Linked DNA regions of Mus musculus: regions 2, 3 and 4 are each linked to region 1. Evidence: chromatin contacts called from public HiCAR-type and promoter capture Hi-C data. All regions are on one chromosome and are shown on one strand. Each heading gives the region's core, a stretch centred on a gene start, on an enhancer-like site or on the middle of the called end of the contact. The rest is flanking DNA. Distances are from core to core; before and after follow the strand shown.

Region 1 (5,720 bases), core at 1,023-3,522:
GTCTTCACATCTAATTGGTATCCTAAAACATTGATCATCACTGGCTCTAAACTTAGGCAATCTGGGTCCTAGACTTTCCCTAAAGTTGCCTAATTCCCCATCTGTACAATGGGATCAGCATCTTCCCCGTGTCTGAATGAGAATACACGGATGAATACTTTACATGCATGCTATCCTGGGATCCTCTCCATCTTTCCGTGGTACTCTGATACACTCTCCATCACAAGCATTAGACAGAGACAGGTGGAAAGTACACAAACTAATTTTTTTTCCTCAGACTTGCCTGCATCTACAAGACTTAGACGTTCACGCTCTTCTCAGCCTCCCAGTACCTGGCCAACAGGTATGAGTCACCATACCCAGGTAGGATATTTACTCTTTTTAAACTACGATACCCAGTTGTTTACCATCTTTTGTGGTTCCAGATCAAATGGGGGTGGGGGAGCCCCGATGTAGGCTACATTCTGAGGATAATTTCTAGAAATTCTAAGACCCCACTGAATGCAGCACCTTGGTGATATTTAGGACACCAGAGGTAAACAGTGAAGACTTGTGGAGTTCAGCATCCTCAGAGTACAGAATCTGATCCTGGAATATTACACTACGGTTTAACTTTCTTTCATGTCTTTCCAAGTTACTTCAAAGCCTCATGTTCCTTAACTCATAGCACATTTGTAGAGAAATTTTTGTGAGAAGCATATTTTTACATGAATAGATTTCAACTAAGGAAAAGAGAAACTATTTAAAAACCTGTATTTCTAGTTGCTTGAGGCAGAACTGCTCAAAGTTTTAGTTCTCAAACCTAATGAAATACAGATTTTTTTTAAACATTAAATGCATATCAAGCTAATTCTTACACAGCAGGGTCCCATGATGACAGTTTTATTTAAAGAGGGATTTACTTTGACTAGATCTATACACTAACAGACTATAGTCTTTCTCCTAGACTCTACACTAATACCACATCCCATTTTCCTGTAAATAAGTACATTTTTCATTGTTTTGTTATTTTTACTTGCTTTACATCCTGACAGTGAAAACTGATCTAAACCTGCTTGATAGAGGCCAGCCTGGAATCTGCTGTCTCGACGCAAGGGTTTTGTTTTTCTTTTTTTGTTGGGTTTTCAGACACCATAATAACCACTTGGTACTGACCAACCCATAGCTATTAGTGAACAAAAATAGTTTTTCGTATGCATAAGCACCATTTTTCCCACAGAAAAAACACTTAGCCATTGGTGAGGTACTGAAAATCCATGCATTCGGTAAACATCTGCTTGATCTGATTCTATCCTATTATTTCTACAAAGGAAGAACTCATCATCTGTCTCTCCGATTCAAGAGTCAAAAAATCAATGGAACGCAGCACCTCCGATGCGACCATGGTCCAGAGGGCTCTGGTCGGAAAGGTCACCGCTGCCTTTTCAACCCCGCCATAACCGCGAATGTCGGTGATGCCACCACATCCCCGATGCAGGACAGAAGCATCCCAGGTCCCTTCCACAGGGAAGGGTTTGCAGCTCAGAGCGTAGAGGGATGAGCCAGGAGAGGCCCGCGGCCCTGGAGACGGCGCCCGAGGGATGGAGGCCGCGCTCCGCTGCGCCCGGGCGCGCGCGGGTGGGGGCTGGGGGGTCCGGGAATGGGCACCGGGAGGGTCCTCCCGAGGGGACCGGCATGACCCCCACCTACCCCGGGCGCCGCCGGGTTACGCCCCCGCCCTCCCGGACCTGCGGTCGCCTTGCCCCCGCCTCCCCATCCCCGAGGCCCCCGCACGCCCCTCCGCCGGCCGCCTGGGACCAGCCGCCGACGGCGCCCTCTCCAGGCCCGGAGGAGGACGCGGGTGGGGGAGCGGCTGGGCCGCGGCCTGTCCCCGCGCGGACAGCGCCTCCGCCCCGCAGGAACAAAGCGCGCCGCGGGCGAGCCGGCGAGCGGGCAGGCAGCACTCACCGCGGACGCGCGGGCCCAGGCGTGGGGCCCGGGAGTCCCCCCAGGCCGGGCCGGGGCCGAGCGCCCGCTGCAGTCCGCGAGCTGCGGGGCCGGGGCGGCAGCCGTGCTAGGCAGCCAGGGCAGCGACGCCGCCGCCGCTCCCTTCTCCCGCCTGGGTCCCTGCTCCGCCGCGTCTTCTCCCTCGCCGGGTCCCCGCCGCCGCCTCAGCCTCGGCACTGCACGGGCTGCTCCTCTCCATCAAGGCCGGGCCGGGCCGCGGGGAACATCCCGGAAAGTGAGGGCTGGTGGCCGTCTCCCGCAGCTGCTGGTGGCCATCTTTAATCCTCCTCCTCCTCCCGCTCTCCCCACCTCCCGCGCCCGCTGACGGACGGCTCGGGATCCTCCTCCCGCTCCTCCCGCTCCTCCTACCAGGCCGGCCGCAGAAACTGCAGCCGCGCGGCCGGCCCCTCCCGCCTTTCCTTCCTCTTTCCTACTTCCTTCCCTCGCCGCGGCTCCTGCTTGCCGGCACCCTGGACAGGCGCGCAGCCCAGTCCGCGCCCCGCGCCCCGCGCCCCCTGCCCTCGCCTCCGGGCTCCCGGGTCCTCTGGCGCAGCGCTCACCCCCTCCTCCGGCTTCTCGGGGGACCCTGCTGAGAAAGCACCGCTGCGCGCCCCTGAGCCCTACTCCCATTGCTGGATGCTGTCACCAGCGATGAAAACACGCGAGCCTGCGTTCATTTTACTCCAGCTGGAGTACAAAAGAACTGCCCACGCTAGCTCTTTCACTACGCGGCCTCGAACCCCCACCTCCTCCGGTGCGGATCAGGACCCAGGAGTTTCCAGTCTCCAGGGTTGTCCTGGGTCAGTGACCTTGAGACCTTCTGCTGAGATTTTAGGTTTGCCCTTTCTGGAAAGGTCATTCTTTGTACCTCCATAGACCTGACCAACACAATGTTTGCACTAAATGAGTATGGATTGGTAAACTTGAAACAGCCAAGCGGACATCAGCTTGTCTCTGTTCCTAGTCCGCCCAGCGTACCGTTTGGGTCATACTTCTGTTCTGACGGTGGGGACAAAACTGAGTCAGCATGAATGCTTGAACTCCTTGAGTTGAACAGCTCAGAGTGGGGAAGTAGTGGTACAGAAACTGGAAACACGAGCTTGTTTTCCCAACACTGCAATCTACAGCAGTTTTAGGATTTCCTCTAAAAAAGAAAAAAAAAAAAAAAAAGCCGAAGTAATTTGGACTTGCTGTTTCCTTTTTTTAAGCCAGTTTGTGTTTGGAATTGGATCCAGTTGTACCGATTTACTCCACTGTTTGCTACAAGATTCAGCAGCTGTTCCGTGTGGGGGCCCCTGTTCCTGCTGTTCCCAGGCACCCGCTGGCAGGACAAAGCACCTTTCCCCAGGTGTGGAGAGCCATGCCTGTAAGGCCTGTGCTGGGTGGGGCTGCTGTTGGATGAGGTTGGGGGGTCCCTCAGGAGGATAGAAGAATTGTCCAGAGTTGGAGGCCAGGGAGACAGTCAGGGAAGGGAAGAGACCAGGGGCAGGCTACAGAATAAAAATGTAAATGTTACTCAATTCTGAAAGAGTAGGTCAGAACAACCCCTTTTAAAAAAACCTACTTTTATAACCAGATCATCTAAGGGGGAACAGAAATCCGATGCTTTGCCTCTAAGGCTCACAAAGTAACCTGTAAAGATACTGGCCATTCAACTGTTTTAACTCAGTCTGTGCCATCTATAGAATTCCTTTAAAGCCAAATAGGCTGTGCTATAGCGCTCTATAATACAGTTTTAAATAAATCATTACTGCCAGGTCGCTGGGTGGGGGAGGGGTGTGCCTGCTTCCTTTTCCTTCTTACTGCTCCTTCCTCCTTGGCCCTTTGATGTGTATTCTTTAGGTACCGTTCCTCCAATCTGCCCTTACACAAATGTACCACAAAATTCTCTTCAGCCTGGGAGTGTGGCAGGAAGAAGAGCTACTGGATGCATGGCTACATTAGGGTAAGAAAATCAGTTGAGTCAACACTAAGACCAGGGTGCCTTTCAGAAGGAAGATCTTCAACTAAATATGAATGAGGTTTCGAATTTTTTTTGTAATTATAATTGGGAGAAGAAAATTTATGAAATGTATGTCATCAGCACATTGATTATAAATGTCTTTCTGTTGGAAAAAAAACCATTGCAATAAAGTTCAAGGGTATATCAGTATGCAAATGTGGCAATTTTCCTGCTGGTGTCTTATAGAGAATATTTCACAAAGGTTTTCTCCTAGTGCACACATATACACCCAGCTGCCTTCCCTTGTTTTGCTGAAGCTATACAAATATAAGGATTATAAGGATGGTCTGGAAAAGACCCTTCCCAGTTGCTCTCTCTCAGCTCTGCCTCAGATCTGTCACCGCCACAGCTCTTACCTTCCTGGGTCTTTGTTGCCGGCCAAATGTAGTTTCTGTCATCTTGAGTTTAGGTATTCAAAACAAAACAAAACAAAACAAAACAAAACCCTGGTCAGCTCAGGTTCTCCAGCAACATGACTACTGTGTCCTGTGTATTCACTCAGATGAACTCACACTCCTCATAAAACAAAGACTGTGTTAAAGTGGAATAAGCCCTTTGTGCAGAGGCCAGATGGAAGGAGTTCTAGGCATGTGCAGCGAACTCCTCTGGGGATAGAGGAAGCTGAAGGGCTATTTCTAAACAGTTCTGCACCAGGAGTCTGATTCCTAACTTCCATTCAGAAATGAGGTGACTGTAGACAATAGCAGTTGAGGAGCTGTGCCTCACGACAAGTAAAAGCCATGGATTTGTGGTGACAGAAGACTCGTGAGCACAACAAGTGACTGGCGGGAGAGATGCTGAGGAGGGAGGACATGTTTTAAAAGAGAATTTCCAAAATTGTTAAGAGAAGCAATAAGCTCAGAATTCTCTGTTTAAGCATTTGCTTCTTTTATGTTTTATTTATAAAATGAAAGGTTAATGGCAAATGGGATTATCATTCATATATATACATATAAATGTATAAATTGACATATGCGTGTGTGTGTGTATAATACAATATGTATATAAACTAAATTCTAGATTTTTAAGATATTACCAGAACATGGAGTGTTACAGATGCTAGAAGACAAAAATCTACATAGACATTAACCATATTGACACATTCAAATTTCACTTCTATGCTAAAATATGTTGCTATCATATTTAAAATGTGTTTCCACTCTCCCAGGTTATTAGCTACAATAATAGAATTACCATATTGTTTCCCCTTGTTTAGAAGACCCAGATGGAAGGGAAACTGGGCAAGCAAATGAGTCTCTCTGGGGATCATGTGATCGAAATGTTTGTGGAAAAAAACATACCCCAGACCAGAAGACAGAGTTAAGTAAATGTTCAGTGTTGTTCTCATAATCTCTGCTCTTTGTAAAAGACAATTATCTCTGTTCCCTGTTTGCCTCTGACGGACTGTCTAGAATATCAAGCGAGGAATGACAAGCCATATTTATCTGTAATGATCAAAACTGAGTATCACTCTTTCCTCCTCAATTTAGAGGACTCCTTATAATTAACTGATGAGCTGTCCCCAAGACAGTGCCATTTAGAGTTGTTACTGACTCTAATTGGGGAGAAATGCATTTGGAACGTTCCAATTAGAAGCATTTTTTTTTTCTGCTGTTCTTGTACATACATTCAAAGGGAGCGCCTGAGCGTCCATGCCTTTTGTTTGGGCGGGAGGGGGGCTTGTAGCTTGATGGATTGTTTCTGTTTATACTTAAGTAAATATTACAAATGA
Region 2 (5,720 bases), core at 1,126-3,625, 1.6 Mb before region 1:
TCAGGACCCCTGCATCTCTCCTAGGAGACCCTCAGCAGCAGGCACCCAATTAAACAGGCATCTCACTGAGATGCTCCCAGGCTTTCTCCTCAGCTGCAGCACCCCCTTTTGTGAGAATCTCAGCAGATTATGTTTCTGAAACCACTTAGCCCGTGTGGTGGTCTGACATGGCCCCTCATGTATTCGCATGATCTGTCCCCAGGTGAGCTGTCCGGGAAGGATTAGGAGGTGTGGCCTTGTTGGAAACCAAAAGCCCATGCAGTGAGTCTTGCTCTCTGCTGGCAAAGCAGGATGTGAAGCAACGGTGCCAGCACCATGCCTTCCTGCCTGGCTGTCCCAGCATATAGGACTGACCCGTACAACGGTAAGCCAGCCCCAGCACAACGGACCAACCCCTACAACTGTAAGCCAGCCCCAGCATGATGGCTTCCTGTAAGAGTTGCTGTACTCATGCTGTGTCTTCACAGCCTAGGATTCCTGCTTCTCCGGTAGTGTCGTGGCACTTAGTACCTCATGTTCTTTTACTATGTTAACAATGTTGGAAAACCAAAGTATTCTTCGGGTACTATTCACTTCACAAAATTTTCTCCAATCATAACCTTGATACTTTTTGAAAATTTTTATTTTTCGGCATAGCTGTTTTACCTGTGCGTTTCTTTGTGTAGCACTGACTGGCTGTCCAAGAACTCACTCACTCTGTAGAGCAGGCTGGCAAGTGCTCTGCCCTTTAATCTGCTGCCTCTGCAGGGATTAAAGGCACACACTGCCACCGCTGCTGGCAATAAGGATGACCTCTTACCATTATTCTGTAGGAGAAAAGCCAGCCACAAAAATCCTATGTACTAAAGAAAAAACTCCGATGCACTAGTCTATTATCCCATCTATGTGAATCATACAGAACAGGCAATCTACAGGTACAGGTGCTCCTAGGGACTGGGGGACAAAGGGACAGCTAATGTGAATGGAGTTTCTTTGGAGAAGAGATAGGGTGCAGCTGGTAAAGCCTAGTGTTCCCAGAGCCCTAAGGTTCAACCTTCAGCACATTAACTGGGCTTGGCAGGAACACACACCACTGGGGAGGTGGAGGCAAGATGATCAATAGAACAGTCATGCCAAGCTACACAGCAAGTCTAATCTAGCCCGGGTTACATGAGACCTGTCTAAAAAAACAAAATGAATGTTTTTACAGGGTGGGGTTAGACCTCTACTCTAAAACTGGCCTGAACCTTTACTCCCAGCTTCATGGGAGACCCATTCAGAAAGATCACCCCCAGGTTGAAAACGGACTCTAGGAGACAAGCCCAGCTCAGTAAGATAAAATTGTATCTGTTCTAAAGGCAAGCGTAGGTTGGTGATGCAGTGACTGAAATCATGCACAAATCCTGGGCTTGAGTCCCAGCACTGCAAGATAAAAACCCCGATGTGCTGAGAGCTGATTACATGAGACCAGACTGAACTTCACTTAACTCACTGCCAATTGTGAAAAACCTCACCTAAGGATAAACACACAGCCTTGTATTCTTGACAGTCAAGCAAACACTTGTACCATAGCACCCGATTCCCCAGAAGTTCATGGGCTGCGTTTTATTTAAAAAAATAAAAATAAAAGGAAAAACCCAGCAAAATGTTGATTTCATCCAAATAAGATAAAAGCATATATAATGGAAAAACATGAATAAATTAATTCCTTGATGACTTCAATTCTCAGTAAAATAGGAGGTAAAAAAAACTTGTTGGAATTGAATTTTGTATCATTTGAAGGATACAAAGAAGTCAAAGGTTTTAATCACTGGGCTCCAATAAAATCGCCTAGTCCTGAAAGCTATCCACCCTCGATGCCCTATTCCCAAACTCAAACAAAGTTCTGTGGGCCCTAAGTTTCCGTACCCGTGCAGTTCCCATCGCACTGGAGACAGCAAGGGCCCGAGAGACCTCACCTTCTTTCATTAGCCACCTCCCATCTTCAGAAAAAGCGTTCTCTCATGAGGACAGCGGAGCAGTCCCACTCAAGCTGCTGTGCATCACATCCACAGCGCCAGGTCACATCGAGAGCTCCTGTGCCCCCTCGCCATCCGTGACCTACAAAAGAGACGAGATGAGGCCTGAGATCGCTCTTTTGTCCCGCCTGCTACACAACATTCGGCGGACATCACGACCTGTTCCTACCCATTTGGCGCCATTCTCCAATCAGTCCTTCCCGGCGCGCGCCACCATCGCCAGGGTCAGGCAGGCGTCAGCTCGGTTTCCACCTCTCTACTCCCCATGGCCATGCTCGCCCAAAGCGCGATGGCGCCGGATTGCGCGGGAGCTGGCGTAGACATGATGCCAGAGCGTTAACAAAAGGAGGACCGAATGGAAGCGAGAACGTGCCCACGGAGGCCCTTAAAGGCGCCAGGCCTCTCCGATTGGCTGCTTCGACATAGCATGGTATGTGATTGGCTACATGTCCAAAGCCCGCCCTTCCGGTCAAGCCGCCCAGTCCTCATGCGGAACAGAGTTTACCGCGACTCGAGCTCTCGCGGGAGCCCAGAAAAGGGACTTCGACAGAGTAGGATAGCCGGAAGTTGCTGTCCAGGGGACCGCAGCCTTGGGGACTGCTAGTGGAGTGTCTCGACCTGTCCTCCGGCTGTGTGGGCGATCGCAGCCGCCGAGCCCAGGCACTGCTATGGGACTGCAAAGGTGGGGCGGCGGCACATCGGCTAGCGTCGCCAGACATGTGCAACCGGACCTGGCTGGTGCTCCGCATTTGCCTTCCGGCTTGAGGGACGTTACTCAGAATGCTTTCTTTTTGCCGTTTATTGGGCGTCTGACTTGGTGAGCACCAGTCATCTCAGCCTTTCTGAGGTGTTGGTGAGAGTCAGTCATACCATGCTGAAGGCATACTGAGGAGAAAAGTAGGCGAAATCAATCCCTACTTAAACACTAGCTCCCAAGGAGAACCTTTTTGGTTGGTTTGTGGGGTGCTCTCTTCCTTTTATATCAGCCTGACCCGAGAAAACACGTGTAGTTCAAGCTGGCCTCACACTTGGGATCTTGGTGCATCAGCCTTCGCAGACCCAGCCCTGCACTACGCGTGAGACGTGGTCGCATTTTCTTACAATGTCAAGGGTTTGTTGAATAACAATAAATTCACACGTGATTCGAGTACCATCCTAAGTGCCAAACGTTAGCTTTTCCTTCTTGAATCAGTTTTCATTCGCCACCCCCAACCCCCTGAAAATCCCAAGCTTCTCCGTACTAGTCGGGAGATGTGTGTTAGACCAGAGCTGTGTGCTGCTTTGGATGAATATCGTTCTTGGCTCTTCCTAAAGATAGCACAAGATAATTTGGCTCTGGACCTGCAACTTCTAGACCTTTGTTTGGCTCTCCATCTGAACTCACCTGAGCTCTTCATTTCTTGTGATTGTCAATGAAATAATTCAGATGAGGCACACAAGAGAGCACTGTTGAAGATAAATGGGCTTTAGTACTGGAAAGTGAAGGAACCCAAAGGAGAGAGAAACAATGGCCAAAAAGACTGTTGGCATAAAAGCCTGCTCACAAGGAGCAAGAATGGGGCTGGAGAGATGGCTCAGCGGTTAAGAGCACCAACTGTTCTTCCAGAGCTCCTGAGTTTAATTCCCAGCAACCACATGGTGGCTCACAACCATCTATAATGGGATCTGATGTCCTCTTGTGTGTATGAAGAGAGCAGTGGTGTACTCATACACATAAATTAAAAACAAGGGGCAAAAATAGACACAGGCCAAGGAGATTCATGGTGCCAGCCTATATCCTTAGAAAGGGTTTAAAACTCAAATGTCTCTAGAACAAACAGTTGGTTTGGTTTTGATGGGTTGTTGTGTGTGTGTGTGTGTTTTGTGGGTTTTTTGTTTCTCCTCAGGTGACTGACAGGCCCACTTGGAGTAGCTTTGGGAAGGGGGAGGTGCATTGTGTTGACACCAGGCATAGTTGTGCACACCTTTAATCCCAGCACTCAGGAGAAAAAGGCAGGGGGGCCTCTGTTGTGTTCAAAGCCAGCCTGATCTACACACTTCCAGGATCCTGTGTGCTGGCTTGTTTTATGGCACCTTGACACGAGATAGCCATCAGAAGAAGGGATGATGCAACTCAGAAAATGCCTGCAGAAGATCTGGCTGGGGGGGGGGGGGCATGTAAGGCGTTTTCTTAATTAGTGACTGACTGGAGAGGGCCCAGTCTATTGTGGGTGGGGATCTCTCTGGGCTGGTGATGCTGGGTTCTATAAAAAACAAAACAGACTGAACAAGCCATGGAAAGCAAGCCCGTAAGCAGCACCCTTCCATGGCCTCTGCATCAGCACCTTCTTTGAGTTCCTGTCCTAACTTCCTTCAGTGATAGACTTTACTGTGAATGTGTGAGCCAAATAAATGCTTTCCTCCTCAACGTGCTTTTGGCTATGGTGTTTCATCACAGTAATGATAACCTTAACACACTGTCTCAAAAAAAATAAAATAAAAGACAGGACAGTGGTTATCTGTGTGCTTTACCACAAAACCTCCAGTAGGTACAGGTCTTATGATAGTTTGAGCAGTTTGGAACTGCCTCTCCTCGAAGGGCACCAAAAGCCCATTCCTTAGACCGTTCATTAGAGCCCTGCAATTTCAGTCAATGGTTTTGCATTTTGCTAATGGAGAGGAAGGGGTCCATTCTCAGACACCTCCAAGCCTATGAATTTTCCAACTAGCTACCAAACATGTACTTAGATTTTATAGGTGAAGACATAAATGTTATAGAGCTCAGATGACAGCTAAGAAGTAAAGAAGCAACATGGGAAATGGCTCAGCGGCTCTCTAAAGGATCCCCAGAACTTACCCAGAAAGCTTGGCAGATGGCAGCCACCTGTAACCCCAGCACAGAGAGGACGACAGGAGATTCCCCAGGACAAGTTGGCTAACTAGATTGGCAAACTCTGAGTTCACTAAAAGACTGCAGAAAGTGTACAATAGTCAAGGGGTCTCTACACAGGAGCAGTCACACATGCATGGGCCCTCACCCACACATGTACACATTCCTGACCATCTCAGTCTGCTTGATGAAAAAACTGCCTCTCAGATGTTATCCTCTGACTTAGCACATATGAACCATAGAACACATGGGCGCGCGCGCGCGCACACACACACACACACACACACACACACACACACACACTAAATAGATGTCATTTTGAAAAATATATCCCATAAGCTTTGGCATCTTTACCTCTTAAAGACTGAAATGAGTATCCTGTGATGGAGAAATGTGTGCCATCAGTCACGTCATCGAGCTGCTAAAGACCTAGATACCAGTTTCTTGAATGTCAGAGCTAAAACTAGTTTATCATCCCTTAAGCCATCATTCAGAGAAGGGCACAGTAGCACACCACGAAAGTCCAGCACTCAGAAGGTGGAGGCAGGAGCTCAAAGTCATCTCTAACTACACAGTAAGGTTGAGACCAGTGTAGACTTCATGAAACTTTGTCTCTGAAAAAAACAAATCATTCAGAATTTAAAACTTTTGCCAAGAAATACTAGTTATCCTTCTTGGAATACAGTTCAAGTTTGGTAATGTCAATTTGCTAAAGTGACTATCAATGTGTTCGCTGTAGACCTTCAGTATGTTAGCATTTTTATGAGTGTTCACTCAACTAATACTTTTTAAAGTTCACTTTTCTTTGTACATGAGACTATTAGTTATGGGCTGAAGGGATGGCTCGGCAGTTT
Region 3 (5,720 bases), core at 1,514-4,013, 1.3 Mb before region 1:
CTCGTAACGACTAAGCCAACTCTCCAGCCCCTACTGTAGTCTTTTCTGCACTTACATCTTAGCTGTCTTTAAATGCATTTTAATTTTAACTGCTATTACCAACTTCTTTCACTTAAGATTCTGAGCATTCAAAGGAATTGCCACAACTCTAAATGCCAAAGAAACAATAAAAACGAATCAGAGGAAGGTCAGAAGCAGAGTGTGAAGGGGTTGAAAACGGTAGGACACGTAGCTGCTCTGGACGCATGTCAGTGCTCAAGCTCCTTAGTCTTAGTCACTTACACAAGGGCACAGGAGTGAATGGACTGAAGACAAAGCCAGATACCTACCCTGAGAAGGACAATACACAAGGAAGGAAAGAAGTCCACGAGAGGGATGCAGGGTTAACGCAACTGATACTCTTGCTCATTCGAGATCAGAGACGGAACCAGGGAATCACCTGCTTCCACTGATTTGGTTTAATACTCTAATACTATTTGAACTATAAATTTGGTTTCCTTTTTATACAAAGCATTACCATATAGCTTTTTGATTCCTTTCAATTGAACGTAAAGATCTCTCACTTTGCTGGGTAGCGAATAAAAAGGACCAAGATCATCTGACGGTGACTCAATGGCTTTCTTGGCGACGCTGATCTCCTCAGACAGGAGCGCCTCTCTGAGGTGTTTACTCCTGGGAAATGCTGGGGTCTGGGCCCTGGCATTCCCAGCCATGGTACTTTTCAGATGGTCTTTCAGACTTTTTCTCCTGCTTGACTCTGAAGCAGCTCTGACGTTAGAGAAGTCATTATTTGGCTCGGGTTGCTCTGTGTGGCTGGAGACCAACTCTTCATGTGATGACTTCTGTGGGTCCCCATTTGTCTTCTTAGTGCACGGATCGCCCAAAGCTTCTGGTGAGTTCTGCGGATTTTCAAAGTATAAAATTTGAGAAGAAGGCACATCAAACGAAAGATCGCTTCCAGGTTCTGGTTCAGCAGGGACATCTAGGTGACTCTGCTTCTGGCCGTGCTCACTAGTTTCCGGGTCAGTGAGGTTGATTACAGTAGTAACTCTGAGGTTGTTTTTGAGGCCTGCTGAACAAAGGTCTTTGGTGCCAGAGTCTGCATCACGGTCCCCACATTCAGGCAGTTGCATATATCTCTGTTCCAGGTCATCAACGTGAGCTAAGAAGGAACTTTCTGTAAAGCTGTCATAGTCACCAAACATGTCCTCTTCGCTGTCATTTTCCTGTAAGGAAACAAAGATACATACATGAATTCCATCCTCATTTTAAAAAAACAAATGTCCCAGCAAAGGACTATCCCAATGATATCACTATATGCAAATTATCCTCTGAATACATATTATCATCACCAAACAAAAGAAACAAGTCCAGAGAGTTGCTCTGACTTGCCTAAACAGTACTGCTGGCTTATTATGGGATATCAGGATGCTAAGAAACATTTTTTTAAAAGTCAGAACAGGATCTCACCTTACTGAGGCTACACACTCCTGATCCTCCTGCCTGTTTCCTGAATGCCTCACCATGCCTGGTTTTAGGAGGTGTTGGGATCAAACCCAGGGTGTTGGGCATTCTAAGCAAACATTCTGTCAACTCAGATACATCCCCCAAGGGGTGATACTGGAATTCTAAATTATTTATTCTGGTGCTGCCATGTGAGCCCAGGGCCTGCCCCAGGCTCCGCTGCTGAACCTAACCGCCCAGTCTTTGGCATTTTAATTCTTAAACCTATGCTAAAGCACTTAAGAATGAAAGAACAGTAACTCTCTCCAAGATTCAATAGATGCTTCTGATAACTGTGGTAATTCCGGCCCAGGCACTAACGTAGAAGCTGGTCTGCTACAAAATCATGATTGTGCCATTAGACACTACAATGTTCCACTAGACACTACAATGAAATTCTGTTCTGAACTTGGAATTGAGACAGTCATGTGCACACTCATGTATGGTGGCTTACAGAACAGAGATGTAAACTGGGAGGTGATAATTATTTATTGAGTCACAACTTTAGTCTCTCAACTTCCCTGGACTCACTTACCGTTGTAAAAGTCTACATAATATGGCTAGTTTAATAACGTAACTAGCAATTAATGGGTCATCAATAAAAATGTTTTATCAGTAAAGTAGAGCCGAGCCATTTGGAAGGCTAGCTTTCTCTCTGTCAAGCCAGTTAATTGCCCCGTGAATACTTTTTATGACAGGGGATGGAAGGAGCATGTAGGTTTGACATCTACCTAGAAGTCGGGGGTTTAAGCAGTGTCTCCCAAGTGATGGAGATAAAAGGATAACAAAGGTGAGAGAGCGAGCTAAGGCTACTCATGATGTGCACCTGGGAAGAAGGCGGTTTCACCTCCCGCGCAGCCGTGCCCGGGGCGGGACACGCGGTTGCCACCGCAGCCCCTGGGATGACAGGACCGGGCGAGTCAACGGGGATGCGGGGACTCAGCAGGGCTGTACCTGGGCGTGCTCCGGGCTCCCGGTTTTCCGGCGGCGGCTCCCGGCTGCAGCTTCGTCCTCCGTGTCCTCGGCAGGCTGGAGCTCGGCCGGGGTCGGGGAGGCACGGAGGTTCTCCAGGTTGCCGCGGTTCCTTTTGCGGACAGACACCCGCCGGCGGATGCGGGGACAGCCGTCCTCCATGACAACGGCCCAGAGTCCCTGCGACAGCCGCCCTGGGTGCAGCCCGGAGCCGGTGGCGCCGTTCTGGAGACAGCAGGTGACCCAGCATCAGCTTTCCATCCCTCAGCAGCGCAGCCCCGGGTCACGTGACTTCCGGCCCGGGAAGCGCGGGAAGATAAAGGTGCAGTGCATTGAAACCCGGGCCGCGTTCGCGCCGGAACCTTTGCGTCGAATCCCGGGCAGACAGGGGAAGAGCACCAGAAAGGACCTGTCGGGGCGCTTAGGGAAATAGAAAGGAAGAGGAAGGGCGGAGAACCATGGCCGCTCTGGTTGCTCTGTGCAGTGGTATAGGGAGGAAGAATTTGACAACCGCGGCTGGCTGCTTCACGGATCGCGGAACTCAAGCAGGTAAAACGTCCGGCATAGCATTATAGCCGCTGATTGTCGGTGGGGTCCTCGCCGTTAGCAAAATGACTATTTCAATAGAACTAGGTTTGAGATAAGTGGGAGGCTCGAGTCATCGTAGACTAGTTTCCTAGAGCTGAAGAGGACTTTGAGGTGTAGTCAACCACTTTACCCCGTTACTTATTCACTTTACAAAAACCTATCGCCCCGACTCCTCAATAAGACTTTCTGGACACTTGTTGGCTGTGGTTCTCTTGCATCTGTTTCCATCCGCTGCTTGGACGAAGCCTCTCAGGAAACAGTTATGCTATCTAGGCTCCTGTCTCCAAGGTGTAGTCAACTCTTTTTTTGTTTGTTTGTTTTATGCTTCTTTGTCAATGTCTTGAATCTTTTTATTTCTCCTTTGGAATGACAGTACCATTCTGTTGTTTCTGTACATATTTGAATTTCAATCCGTAACTGTAGAAATGAGAAAGAATTTATAGGAGAGGAAGTATATATGTCCTTTATCCAAAGCCTTTGGAACCGCTCATTTTGAGTCCTATTATGTCCCAAATCTAACAGGTTGCTAACTAATCATTGAAAAGAATGTTTGATATTGTGCCCTTTGATTATCTAGCATCTTTAAAAACGTAAATCTTGGTTAGATATGCAGCGAATGAAAACAATTGTGTTGTCGCCATTTTCTCTTTAGTTTCTGTGATTTGGAGACGATGTTTTTCACAGTTTGAACAGGTAACCAGCAATGAGGACCTGGTAAGATTTCGTTTTCTTTTTTTAAAGAAGACATTATTTTATTATTTGTATGTATGTGGGGGAGGGGAGTTGTGGAAGCCAGAAGAGGGCATTGGATTCTCCTGGAGCTGGAACGAGGTGGTCGTGAGCCACTGGGTGTGGGTGCTGGGATTCAAACCCTGTACTTAGTAACATTAGGGAGTACTTTTAACCACTGACACCTATCCAGCCCCAGGTCCCCCTCCCCCCATATTACTAATTCATTTCCAAATTCAGCCTAATTTTTAATATTTGGAATTCAATTATAGGACAAAATAATGGTTATCTTTTATTGACTATAGTCACTTGTGTTTTGTAGAGAATTCCTAGATTCAGTCTGTAATGTATTCTTCTTCATAGATATTAAATATAAGGATACATGATTTGAGAATATCTAAATATAGCTTCGGTGGGTAGGATAATTGTAGGTAATAGAAACCTGACAGGCTACCTTGATAAAAGATCCAAATTCAAGTTTTACAGTAAGACATTCAACTAGTTGCTTCTTAACTATAGGTGTATTTTTATGGGTTTCAAGTGTGAACAGGGATGTGGGAGCCTAATCACAGCACACGAGAATTTAGCTGGAGCTGAGAAGGAATACAGCTTATATTCAAGGCAAGCTAGATATGGTGGTATACACGTACTGTGACAGCACTTAGGAAGCTCTGAGGCAAGAGGAGCTTGTGAGTTGGATACATCCTGGACTACAACAAAACCAATCACTGTTGTGTCTTTTGGCTAAAATCAAGTGTAAAAACCCAAAATCTTAAAAGATTATGTTAGATACCAAAGCAGTTGTCTAAACACATGCGACTCCACCTTAGTCATCTAATTCATGCATCATACTTTAAAATAAAGGAAATTTACATTTCCTTTTTTAGGTCATGTGACTAATGAAAATTCTGTTTCTTTCCCACAGAAAAATTCGGTCACCCAGTCATACTCCTTTATCACAATTAAGGAAAACTATAGATATCAAAGCCATTTCTAAATTAAGACCCTGTGCCAGAATGCGTTGGTACAACATGTAATTAAAGCATTTGGGAGGCCGGCGTAGAAGGATGGGGAGTTTGAGATCACCATGTGCTACATGGAGAGTTGTAGGACAGCGGAGCTACATAGTGAGACCCTATTTCAAGAAACACAAGAAAGAAACACACACATACTCATTCAAAAAAACAGAAAACAGGGACATAGAAAAGGGATTGTGGGGCTGGTGAGATGGCTCAGTGGGTAAGCGTACCCGACTGCTCTTCCAAAGGTCCGGAGTTCAAATCCCAGCAACCACATGGTGGCTCACAACCATTCGTAACGAGATCTGACGCCCTCTTCTGGAGTGTCTGAAGACAGCTACAGTGTACTTACATATAATAAATAAATAAATCTTTAAAAAAAAAAAAGGGATTGTGGTGAGAAAAGAGATGGAAAGGGCAGGGGGACAAAAGAGGTTAATGGAATATATATGTTGAGTTAGTTCAAGAGCAGAAAGGGGTATTATTGGGAATGAAGAAGGAAACCAGCAAGAGAGAGAGAGAGAGAGAAAGGCAGGGTGGTTGAGAGCAGTAGAGACTAAATAAGAACAAAGCATAATTACACACACACACACAGAGGCGCACACGTGCACATACACACATATGTACACATACACATAATCTCACACAATCCTGTTCGTATGCTCACCAAAACTTTAAATGTCACTATATTGGTGACTACTGTTCTCATAGTTAGAGGGAGGCACTGTGTCAGGAACAGTAAGGTGAGAAAATGCACAAGGGCCCACACAGACTCTCATAACACCCTAGAAGGTGATGGTAACAAACCTTTTTTATTGCACTAAACCATGAAACATTGTCTATTTATAAAGTGAAATGGTGAAAAACACCTGGCAGAAAATTTGTGTATGGATAAATGACTTAGCACAT
Region 4 (5,720 bases), core at 1,790-4,289, 1.2 Mb before region 1:
TTATTTACCTTGCAAACAATTGTCACAATGGATAATTTACTTGTTTTTACTAATACTATTACTCACCTAAAAAGCCGGTAGCATGGGATATATTTCTGAATGTCTAGGAGAAAAAGGATTTCTAGTCATGAGTGTATTAATTGCTTGCCCACTGCCCACCACCCTGAGGAGCGTTTGGCCTCCCGCTAGCTAGGAGCTTCACTATGCAGAGCTCATCCCTCTTCAGACCACCCTAAGACAGACCACGCTCACCCAGAAATCAAGTGACTCCCAGACATGCAGGGCTAGAAATCCAACCTGGAGTCCCACCTGGAACTGCAAGTGTTACACTCCCTAGACAACAGCAAATGTGTAGAGCTGTACTTCTGATCCTCCTGCCTCTACTTTCTTAGTGTGAGGATTACAGGTGTGTACCACTGCACCCACACTTTTGGTTTTTTCTTTTCTTTTCTTTTTTTTTTTTTTTTGGAGTGCTTTTCAAAACATTACCGTATATATGTTAACAGTTTAAACACACACATGTGTATATTCCCCAGAACAACTAAAATATAAGAGTGAAAGTAACACTTATGCTGCTTGTCCTCGGCATGCAAACTACCAAAACAGAACTAAGTGACTCACCAATTGTATAAACAACTTTAACGTTGTCCATCTGTGAATCAGTAATGCTATTCTTGGCTTCACCTTTCATTTCACCGAGGAGAAAACCTTCCTATGAGAGTAAACAAAAGAAGCAGTATATGAAACACACTGGCTAGGGTCAATATTCTATCTCCTAATCATATCTTCTCAGAATTTCACAATATACAAATGTGTTATAGGTAGTGGGCACATGGGTAACTGGGAAAGGCTGAGAGGGAGACAGAGTGGAACTGATTTGTTTGTTTGTTTGTTTTGAGACAGGGTTTCTCTGTGTAGCTCTGGCTGTCCTGGAACTCACTTTGTAGACCAGGCTGGCCTTGAACTCAGAAATTCGCCTGCCTTCTGCCTCCCAAGTGCTGGGATTAAAGGCGAGCGCCACCACGCCAGGCTGAGTAGAACTGACTTTAAAGGGCTTGGTAATAGTTTGGGAAGGCAGAGAGTGAAGCACCCCTAACTCAAATGCATAAAAGTTTTAAGTCTGTTTAAGAGCTCAGCTGAGCAGTTTGTCTTGAAGCGCAAGGCTTCTGTGGACAGTTGTAACAAGAGGGTAAAGTCCCACAAGATAATCCAAATGAGCAGCCCAAGTCTGGATTTTACACATATTTCTGAGTGTCAGTGGAGGTTTCTTAGCTATGGAATGCTAAAGTGATCAATGTTTTCAGATGTAAATCTGTCTAAAAATTATTAAAAAAAAATAAAGATTTGTAATTCAGTTACATCTGCTTCCCAGTGGGTCTACTGTGTGCCTGTTTTCTTTTAAAATACAGGCAGCCTTTTGAGTTTTTGTTTTGTTTTCTCATTTCAGTGACTCAAGTTTTTTCTTTGGGTGCATTTAAAGATCAAGTGAACTCTTCTATTCATTAAAATTGGTTTATAATGCCCTGCCTCCATTTCATCAAAATAATCGAACGACCAACCAAACAAACATAGGAATGTCCCAGTCTTTTAACAGAATCAAGTGGGTAAAAATCTGCAATTGCAAATGTTCTTGATTTTGATACTCCCAATGTTAAAAACTAGGAAAAGTACCAGTCAATTCTAAGTACAATTATTCAGAAACCAACTCTAAAAACTTTAGTTGAGCTGGAGGGACGATTCAGTCATTAAGAGCAGTGGCTGCTCTTGCAAAAGAACAGGATTTAGTTCTCAGCGCCCACATCTTTATCTCCCATTAAGTTCCAGGGGATGTTATGCCCTCTTCTGGTCTACTTGGGCACTGCCCATGTGTGATCCACAGATGCTCAGTAAATGACTCTTCAAACAAACAAACAAAAGTTAAAATATCTGAGAAACTAGGGTCAAACACCAAGATGTAGTGTACAAGGGCTAATCCTATAAACTACAGACTTAGGGCAGTTTACTTATGTTCACGCTAAACATCTTCTAAAATAAGTCCCACAGATACACACACACACGTGTTTGTGTTTAGTATGAAGTTTGTGTATCATCCTCCCGTAGAGCCATGCTAATGTATCATCCCATTATGTGCTGCCCGGTGAGTACCTCGCGCATTCAAAGATGTCATTTGTTTCCCCCTGGTATTTTGATGTACTGCACATCAAAATCATTGTACACTCCTATCACTGGGACTGTGCTGAGAAGCAATTTAGGCAACGCAGATCTGACACTTAAAGCGAAGGACTCAACAGTTCAAATACCTTACTCCACACTGTTCAGTATGGTGCTCTCTGCACTGTATTCGTGCAGACCCCAAACTCATTTTAGATGTTTCTAGTTTCTTTCTTTATGTTACTAAGAACTTAATACAAGATGCTACTGCCAGACCTCAAAGTTTTACGGTAAGTTTTTAATCTACCAAAAAAAAAAAAAAAAGCCTTAAAATTTGTTTTCAATGTCACTCACGGGCTTCGAAAGGAGGCAAAGGCTTAAAAATGCATTTACACATCTGATCCTGGACAAGGTGCGTTTGTAACGGAAAGTAGCACAGAAATAGCCGGATCTTACAGCCTCATGCCAGGGTAGCCCTACAACTAGCCAGCCCCTTGCGGCTGGGTGCGGGGTCTGGCTCGCCCCTGCTCGTCCTCCCGAGCCTCGCGACGCTCACGCGCTGCGAGTAGGACCCGGCGCCGGGATCCTTCGCACAGCAGGGTAGCGAGGCAGGTAAGCTGCCCGACTTTCGTCGCCGAGCCGGAGGCCCCGGGGAACTTTCCTCCAAGCCCAAGGGCGAGCAGAGAAAAAGGGCCCGGATGAGAGCCCGGGAGGGCGCCCTGCTCCGCGAACCCACGGAGCGAGCGGGGACTGCGGGCGGGGTCGGCAGCCGCGCCCGGCTCACCGTGTCTGAGTCTGTGTTGAGATGATGGAAAGTGAGCGCGCCGAGCACGAAGCCAGACAGCACCCCCAACGTGCTCTCGCCCTCCATACTGCCGCCTCGGTCGCTGCCGCCACAGCCACTATCGCGGAGCATGACGGGAGGCTGGAGCGTAGGGGCGGGGCTTGAGCCTGCGCACCGGGAGACGCGGGTTGTAGGGAGCGCGGTGTCCTCTAGCCGGGTAGGGTGCTTCTTTCATCAGCTTGGCTGAGACACCTGCAGCATGCATGGAAAACACTGTTTATGCATAGTTTAAGGCTACTAATGGTTGTAAAAATAAGAATCGCTTAGCAATATTTTAATACCACGGATATGTCTTTTTGGGGTTTCCACTGCCCTTCATCTATTGGAACTTATGGAAGATCAATAACCAGTGGTGGGTGGGAATTATCTTCTCTAGAGTATTCCCGCTGTGTTGCGTTATTCTGTCTGTGTGTATTTGATTCTTTGGTTTGTTTGCTTGCAATTATAAAGTTATGAACTGAGTCTAGTTTAAAGACTATGTATGTTTATAACATTGTGAAAGTTCAATGATAAGCACGAACATATTGTGTTGGATCATTTGATATGACTAAAGTAAGTGAGAAGGTGAGGGATTGACATGTATTTCACACGTGTCATACACAATTTAAAAAGCCGATGGTTTTTAAATAATTGAAACTTGGCAAAGTGGCATGCTCCTGAATTGCATTAGTATTGCATGTCTCAGTTTTGTTGTGCAATAGCCAGGATTAGCTTGTCAGTGGCAACATGGAAGAAGTCACAGCTCCACTCTGTGGTCACTAATAGCTTGTGGAGTTCTCCTCCCCCTAGGAAAGGAGAATTTATAGAATACATATGTATAGTGCCGGGCGGTGGTGGCCCACGCCTTTAATCCCAGCACTCGGGAGGCAGAGGCAGGCGGATTTCTGAGTTCAAGGCCAGCCTGGTCTACAGTGAGTTCCAGGACAGCCAGGGCTACACAGAGAAACCCTGTCTCAAAAAACCAAAAAAAAAAAAAAAAAAAAGAAAAAAAAGAAAAACATATGTATAATACATATGTATTATAGAATGTGTATGTATTAATATATATTCCGTGGTACTATCATATGTATCACATATATAATTATACATAATACATGTAAAGGCCCATGGTATTTAGTTTTCATTACATGAGCTAGCCACCAGAGTTCAAGGCTGGTTGTGACAGGAGAATAAAGACAACAGTCCTAGATGACAAAGATCCTACCCAGCACGTACATTTCCCACCCTTTGACCTCGGCACCTCCCCCCCCCTTGTGAAGGAGTTCTCATGTACCCGAGTTCCCTAATATGCAAGTTTGAGGGGAGAAATAGTTTCCCACATCTCAGAATACAAAGTCTTGAATAAACCCGATTTCCTTCCACCAACTCTCATTCTCTGAATATTAGCTTTTAAGTATGGAGCAGATGACCTTGGGTGTGGTGACATTTCTGCTGAATATTAATTGCTTTTCTGTTGCTGTGATAAACCACCATGACCAAGGAACCTTACGGAAGGGACGGTTTATTTGGGCTTACACATCCAGAGGGATAGGAGCCCATCACCGTCACAGCAGGGAGCCTGGCAAGCAGCAGGCAGGCATGGTACAGCAAGCAGAGGACACCCTGAACCTCGAGAAAGATGCAGAGAGAGCAAACTAAAATTGGCACAAGTCTTTTAATTCTCAAAGCCTGCCCCCAGTGACTCCTTCAGCAAGACCACACCTCCTGAACCTATCCAAATGGTGCCACCAACCAGAAACTATTCAGATTTCTAGACTGTGTGGGCATATCTTTGAGACCATCACAGCTGTGTTCTGGGATAACACCCTCACTAGACCCTATTGCTGTCTGAAAACTACATCACCATGTTGTGACCGTACAATGGTATACAAAGCAGTAAGAAGAAGTGTTAATCCTACCAGGTGAAAATAAGACTAGTACCACAATTTTTGAGCAAAATGTAAAGCAGGCTTTATTAGATACTGGTCAGGATGATGGACACCGGCCAGTTCCATACCTTGGATGCCCAGAGAATGGCTGTAAACCCCACAAGACTCCGTATTCCCACGTTCATCCAATCAACAGCAATCATATCCGGACATACTTCCTGCCTACATACCTCTCTATCATGCATGTGACCAAGCACTTCCTGTGCAGCTGGAGCAACCAACCTTCTTCACAGAAGTGAAAACACCTGGCTTGTTATCTTACTTGAACCGCAGCCCCCAGCATTCCAGGAAGCTGGCTGCCCTTGGGCAAGTGGGGCTTACAGGTTAGAGGCGTTTTTTGTTTTATAGATCTCTTAAGCACAGTAGTTAAAACTTAACATATAACTTTAGCCCTCGCAGAACTGAAAGTAAAGGCATGCGTATGAATTTGTGGGTTGCATGATGAGGGAAATCTAATACTGTATTATTAACCCCTGTGCAGAAACAAAATAGGAGGACATTCTTTCAGCTCAATTGTATCAAGTGTCTGGAAGGGAAACTATGTGTCTTAAAGACCCTTCTTGCAACCACAGTGGCCTGTGTGAATGATGAATATACAAGGTTACTACTGGTGGAAAGTTCATCTCTAAAGCTGAGTTAGCTAATGGAAAGGTATCCAACCTTCAAAACAAAGCAGGCCGACCCAACAGCAAAACCGGAAATGCCACGCTTTTATCCTGTGTCTAGTTGCCCTGGAGATGAGTCAACGCTTTTTTAATTCTTGGAGCAGTTAACCGAGTTAAGCAGAACACATTCTT

Evidence for each region. Promoter capture Hi-C pulls out the DNA fragments that hold promoters and counts their contacts. HiCAR-type assays count read pairs that join an accessible place to other places.
Region 2: a contact with region 1 is called in a promoter capture Hi-C map of hippocampal neurons, with 6 times the contacts expected there. The contact joins the promoter of 5430416N02Rik here to the promoter of Wdfy3 in region 1. A contact is called at or near these places in 2 of 39 promoter capture datasets (hippocampal neurons and liver), 1 of 484 Hi-C or Micro-C datasets (liver) and 2 of 115 datasets of contacts at active chromatin or transcription factors (astrocytes and embryonic forebrain).
Region 3: a contact with region 1 is called in a promoter capture Hi-C map of embryonic stem cells, with 3 times the contacts expected there. The contact joins the promoter of Helq here to the promoter of Wdfy3 in region 1. A contact is called at or near these places in 10 of 39 promoter capture datasets (the 3T3-L1 cell line, the C10 cell line, the SN4741 cell line and 5 more) and 5 of 115 datasets of contacts at active chromatin or transcription factors (astrocytes, embryonic forebrain, extraembryonic endoderm stem cells and 2 more).
Region 4: a HiCAR-type map of astrocytes shows a contact between it and region 1, with 4 times the contacts expected there. The contact joins the promoter of Abraxas1 here to the promoter of Wdfy3 in region 1. A contact is called at or near these places in 3 of 39 promoter capture datasets (the 3T3-L1 cell line, hippocampal neurons and liver), 2 of 484 Hi-C or Micro-C datasets (the G1E-ER4 cell line and the N1E-115 cell line), 5 of 115 datasets of contacts at active chromatin or transcription factors (astrocytes, embryonic forebrain, embryonic limb bud and 2 more) and 1 of 9 other capture datasets (embryonic stem cells).

The regions. Positions count from the first base shown.
Region 1 is chr5:102,067,649-102,073,368 of GRCm38.p6, forward strand. Wdfy3 (WD repeat and FYVE domain containing 3) reads right to left here and starts at 2,273. Exons shown (of 67, transcript NM_172882.3): 1 at 1,948-2,273.
Region 2 is chr5:100,427,160-100,432,879 of GRCm38.p6, forward strand. 5430416N02Rik (RIKEN cDNA 5430416N02 gene) reads right to left here and starts at 2,376. Exons shown (of 5, transcript NR_034038.1): 1 at 2,167-2,376; 2 at 1,938-2,079.
Region 3 is chr5:100,795,837-100,801,556 of GRCm38.p6, forward strand. Helq (helicase, POLQ-like) reads right to left here and starts at 2,764. Exons shown (of 18, transcript NM_001081107.1): 1 at 2,458-2,764; 2 at 518-1,226. The coding sequence starts at 2,637. It overlaps Mrps18c (mitochondrial ribosomal protein S18C), which reads left to right and starts at 2,923. Exons shown (of 6, transcript NM_026826.1): 1 at 2,923-3,024; 2 at 3,716-3,777. The coding sequence starts at 2,934.
Region 4 is chr5:100,817,896-100,823,615 of GRCm38.p6, forward strand. It overlaps Abraxas1 (BRCA1 A complex subunit), which reads right to left and starts at 3,040. Exons shown (of 9, transcript NM_172405.3): 1 at 2,936-3,040; 2 at 622-712; 3 at 67-103. The coding sequence starts at 3,022.